Regions from separate parts of the Gossypium hirsutum genome. Here region 1 is linked to region 2. A link is a contact called in public Hi-C data. All regions are on one chromosome and are shown on one strand. The core of a region is the stretch at or near the end of the contact, and the rest is flanking DNA. Distances in the headings are between cores, read along the strand shown. Region 1 overlaps LOC107901792 (a long non-coding RNA gene). Region 2 has its middle 52 kb from the start of LOC107901794.

What was found. Hi-C and Micro-C count contacts between places; a contact is called where the count stands out from the background.
Region 1: a contact with region 2 is called in a Hi-C map of leaf, with 1.5 times the contacts expected there. The contact joins two enhancer-like sites. A contact is called at or near these places in 5 of 34 Hi-C or Micro-C datasets (callus, cotyledon and leaf).

The regions. Positions count from the first base shown.
Region 1 is chrD06:46,770,168-46,773,109 of Gossypium_hirsutum_v2.1, reverse strand. It overlaps LOC107901792 (a long non-coding RNA gene), which reads left to right. Exons shown (of 4, transcript XR_001685431.2): 4 at 1-54. Among protein-coding and RNA genes, the nearest start is that of LOC107901792, 5.4 kb to the left of the region's middle. Within about 2 kb of position 1,614, at least 7 of the 9 cell types and tissues checked have an H3K27ac peak or open chromatin away from gene starts, as enhancers often do. A contact at or near this core is called in leaf, where this site is marked.
Region 2 is chrD06:46,667,948-46,670,857 of Gossypium_hirsutum_v2.1, reverse strand. No RefSeq gene overlaps it. Among protein-coding and RNA genes, the nearest start is that of LOC107901794, 52 kb to the right of the region's middle. Within about 2 kb of position 1,292, at least 1 of the 9 cell types and tissues checked has an H3K27ac peak or open chromatin away from gene starts, as enhancers often do. A contact at or near this core is called in leaf, where this site is marked.

The sequences.
Region 1 (2,942 bases), core at 365-2,864, 100 kb before region 2:
TGCATTGTATTTTTTATTACTTTGTAATGTGTATAGTCATAGGCATGTTTTTCATATGTATTATTTATTTTAGTTTTGATTCTAAATTTTTATTTTTACTTTAATATTTATGACAACTTGAGTTCTAATTTTTATTTTTACTTTAATATTTACGACAACTTGAGTTCTAACTTTTGGATTTTAATTGTGTTATTAGTTTATTATTTTAAATTCTAAAACTAAATTCATTAATTTTTATATTTAGTTTTAAAGTTAAAATCTTCATAGAAAATTTAATTTAAATAATATTTTTTATTTATCCTTAAAAAGTATATTTAAAGTTCAAATTTAAAAAATAAAATAAAATAAAATATTTATCATAAAAATAAATATTATTTGATTAAAATAAATTTTTTTAAAGGTTAAGTTTTTAGCGGCGTTTTTTGAGAAGCGCCGCTAAAGGTTTATTCTTTAGTGGCGTTTGTGCGAAAAGCGCCACTATAGACCATGACCTATAGCGGCGTTTGTGAGAAAAGCGCCGCTAAAGATCTTGGTTTTTACCGGCGTTTATACAAAAAACGCCGCTAAAAGCCTGTTTTGGTGTAGTGATTACAACCTCAAGACATGTTCTAAGAAACTAGCATAGAACATATTGTTGTCTTTAAGACTACAAGCAAACTTCGAATTTAGCGGTAAGCACGTGGCTATTGTCTGAACTTGCTGTTGTAGTAAATGCTCGCATTTTGACTAACTCTAAAAAGAAAAATTCTGATTTTTTTGGACTCATCCTTGGAAACCCCCATTGTTTACAACATTAAGCTGTCTCTAGTTGACCAAACTCTCTAAACTAACTGTACACAAGTTAGACAAGAGTTTAATTTGTATATGTTTGTTAGATAAATGGATGAATTTGAATACAAAAGACTTCTTAACAACCTTCTAGATCCTTTATCAATCACAACTAGAATCCGGGCGGCCTTAGTTATTGGCATTAAGGTGTGCAAATTTGGAGGATTTGTTCAATGACATGGATTCTTTGGTTGAAAAATTCCCCCAAAAGAGAATAATGTCAAACAGTTTTTGTCTGAGTAATTATTATTCATTTTGTTTGGAATCCAAGTAAAAAATTTAGCATCCAAAAAGTGGTTGAGAATTAATTGACATGATGATCAACACGTACCCATAAATGGAGGCATCAAACATAAAAGATAAAAGAACCCAAATGCATCCAAATTTGATCATTGACTTTTGCTGAATAATAGCCACAACCCACTTCTCACTTCCGTTTCATACAAAAGCCTTTCACATTTTGTTTCTTGACTTTGGAAATTTTGACTCTTTCAAAATTCACAATAGACATGGACCTGTTTCATTTTTAAATAATTTAATAATACCATACACGTTAAAAAAACTTATTGATATTCAATAATCTTTTTAAAATACTGTCAATAATATAAGCATTGATATTCAATGAACCTTATTGGAAAAGAAAAATATTGTGATAATATAATGCAAAAATTAGTTTTTATTATATGTGAAGGAAGAAAAAGAAGAAAAGTGAAAAGTGGGAGATGTAAAGAGAGCAAAGGAGACGTATGGTGTGGAGAAAGGAGAGCCACATGAATTGTGAAGGCTGCTTGGAAGGAATAGACGTAAAGTGAAGGGCCAGTTGTTGAGTCAACGTGTTTCATGCATTCTTGTTTTTTTTTTCTTTTTTCATTTTATTATTTAAGATAAATTACACCAAATTCACTCAACTATTAGAAAGTTTATATTTTGATATTCAATTTTAAAAAGTTATAAATTGATCTTTAAATTATTCGAAAGTTATAAGTTGATCACTAAATTGTTAAGTTGCTAATGGATGTTGATGTGGTTGTTAACTCACTATTCATCATAGAGTAAACTATACTCAAGGTCATTCAACTATTTACAAGATTATACTTTAAACACTCAATTTCAAAAAAACTACAAGTTGGTCACTGAACAACCTAGTAACCAACATGTAATTTTCAAATAATTCAATGATAAATTCATATCTTTTTAAAACTTAGTGACCAAAGTGTAAATTTTGTAATAGTTGAGTGACATTGGATATAATTTATCTTATTATTTATTTGTTTGATTTGTGAATAAGTAATAATCTCTTCGTCCAACAAGTGTTGTTCGTATTCTACTCTAAAAAAACAGAATTCAAATTAAAACTTTAAAAATGACATTATTAAAAAGAATAACTACAAAACTCAAAAAATTAATATTATTTATAATAAAACATATATAAAAATATTTTGTTTTACGAAAATAATAATAATAATAATCTCTTCTTTCCATCAAGTGGAAATCCCTTACCACGCATTTCGGGCCCCATCTGTAACTTGCAATATCTTTTTATTATTTTAAGGTTTGTTTGGTTCGAGATTTATTTTCTTTCTTCAATTTGTGTTTTATTTTTATATGTTGATTATTTTCTAATTGTTATGTTGCTTTTATGTGTAAACATATATTTTTTTTGTATAAATTGTGTAATATATAAATATATAAAAAGATATATATTTCAAAAAAAATGAATGGATTAGATCGATTTTAAATTCTAAGTTAAAAAAATGTTAACTTAATTTTCTAAATGAAACTCATCTTCTAAACCTATTTTTATCCCTTAATATTTTTATTTTAAGTTTAAATAAATAATTTCATGTAACGACCCAATTCTTGTGATGTGTACTGAAAATTAAGTTGAGATGTTTGAGAAGTTAAAATGAGAAAGCCTTAAGTTAAATACAGAAATAAGAAATAAAATTAGCTAGTAATTAAATTAATTAAGTTAATAAAAATGGTACAAGGGTTAAATTGCATAATAATTATAAAATTCCACAAGGCCTTATTTAAATATTAATCAAGTCTTTAGAAATAATTATAAATATATATATATTCCTTAGTGGGAGAGAGATGATGAAAAATATCAT
Region 2 (2,910 bases), core at 43-2,542:
TCTTTGAGACCAGTTTGTCGAACGTTTCCCAAGCTTCCTTCAGATTTTTGGCATCACGTATATGCTCTAGAACATCTTTTTTGACTGTGGTCTTCAAGGCGAACATCGCTTTACCCGCTTTGATTTTCCACTTCCGTAAGACACCATTCGTGTCTTCTACTTCTGGCGACATAACCTCATTTCCATTTACTACTTACCATAAGTCTTGACCTTGCAACTATGACATCATGCATGTAGACCAAGAATTGTAGTTTTGGTTGTTGAGTTTCTTGATTCCACCAACCACTTGAAGATCGTCCATCCTAACAGCGCCCAAGAGAACCTAGCTCGGATACCAGATTGTAGAACTAATAGCTGACAAACGACAAAAAGAAAGAACATATAACTCACAGGAAGAATAAGACTGCAAATGGATGATGATATAATTCAATGAAATGACTGCATATTTATAGGCTTAGCAAAGACCTATTTATAGGCAAAACAGATCCACTAAAAATTTGGTAACAACCAAACAACTAAGTAACCAAAAATAGCTAATAAATAAACAAAGAAAATATGGAAATAAACTTGGTCAACAAATGACCACGTGTTGGTGTTCTGGTGTTGATATCTTTAATAAACCCTACCTACAAAATCAACTTAAATTTATTCCTTTACGTCGATTTAGGGTGAAATTAGTTAGGTTATTTGTTTTTATCTTTTAAAGAAATCGATTTTCAATTTTCTTTTCTAATGAACCGATTACAAGTGGATGTAGCAAACTTATCCGTACGCTTTTATTTATTGTATGATTTTTCTTAGAGGTGAATTTAAGTCCTTAATAAATGTTCCTCAAAACCTCGCAATTATTACATGAATTAAATGTTTCATCCACACAAAAACAATCCCGACCTCGTAAACACTTTTTAAGCAAAGAATAAAACATGTCTCAAATCCAAACAATATTTTGCATTGTTATAATTCATATGTATTTTCTAATATTTGAAAAAAAAATTGTTCATTTTATAAATTAACATTTTAATAATTCAGCTACTGAATTTATAAATATAATTATATAATTTTTTTATTAAAATATATTCAATAATTAAAAGAATAAAACATTTTTAATTTACTCATAAAGCAACATAAATAAAACATATATAGTAACAGTCATATTAATTAAATATAACTTGTACAAAAATTATAAAAATTTATAAAACTATTTTAATTTCGCACTCATAAAAGTATCCTTTGTTGTACTTGATTTTAGGACCACACTCTCTTTGTCGTACATCAACAAGGCTTGCTCATATTTTCCTTCAAAAGGAAAACCGGAAGTCAAAACTGACCTTAAAGCCGGTACTCAATTCTGAACCAGTTCATCTTTTATTAAAAAAAGAAAAACTCAACGATCTTAATAATAAAAAAACCTTTATTAATTATTTGGACCTCAACTATACTCATTTTCACATATTAGTACCTAAAATTTTTTTATCTCCTTTTGGTACTTAAATTATAGTTTTGTTTATTTTTTGGCCCCTTCCGTTAACACTGTTCAAAACAATTAGCAACCAAACAAAACACTCCATGTGTTCCCGTTGATCGCCATTGATAATGTGGTCGTTGATTGAGTTTTGACCATATTAATTAGGTCTTGACCGGCCTAAACATTTTAAAAAATTGAAAAAATATTTTTAAAATAAATAAAAATTATTAAAATTTATTAAAAATTTATTAAAATTTATAAAAAATATTAAAATAACTAAAAAATTAATAAAATTGAAAAAAAATTACTAATTATAGAAAAATATTAAAATTGTAAAAATTATTTAAAAATTTTAAAAATATATTAAAATTTATAAAACATTATTTAAAAATTTTAAAAATTATTTGAAATTGCGAAAATTATTGTGGCATTTAATATCCGAATTAGCATCTACATTATCCATTCTGATCGGTATGCCTACCTCAAATTTCCATCCAAACCCATGATGAAAATATATTAAATTCGACCCAGAAAGCAAATAGAACAATAATATAAAATTACAGTGCATTTAAACTAATTCTAACACAAAGTGAAAGAAAGTTTAAAAAAATAACGCACCACATGTGACAAGAATAAGATAATCTCTGCATTTTATTGATAGCCCTAATGGTGTATATCTATACAGTAGTAGTAGTTACATAGGAATCAAATTGTTAAAAGATAATATCTTATAATATCTCATTAGAAATGAAATTGCTAAGAGATAATATCCTATAATACCCCATTAGGAATCAAAATGCTAAAAGATAATATATCATAATAATATCTTATAATATCTTATTAGGAATCAAATTACTAAGAGATAATGTCCTATAATATCTCATTAGGAATCAAAATGCTAAAAGATAATATCTCATAATAATATCCTAACACCCCCCTCAAGTTGGAGCATATAGATCATAAATGTAACACCCCTAACCCGTATCCGTCGCCGGAATAGGGTTACGGGGCATTACCGGATATAGTATAACATACACAAACATTAAACATTCAAATGATATGAATACAGTTCAATAATTTAATCATCTAAGTAATATCATGATACGACTGTAAATACCTATTCTATTTTTTTTCTTATAAGCATATAACATTATGGTCATATTTAATTTCTAAAATCACAAATGCAAATCGTAGCTCATTAAATTTGTACTCTTTATAAACAATTTAAACATATACCGAACCATTCAAAATAAATCAAAGTAGTATATTTTACCATCTCAATCAACTCAAATAATTTAGATATATTATTTGAGAAATTTTCAAACATTCATATCTCATTATTACTACAAGTTTAACCTAAGCATATTTGGTCAAATTTTTCTCTCAATACATAGTATTTTATACCTTTATTAAATGTAGCAATTACGTCTATATCATAATAAATC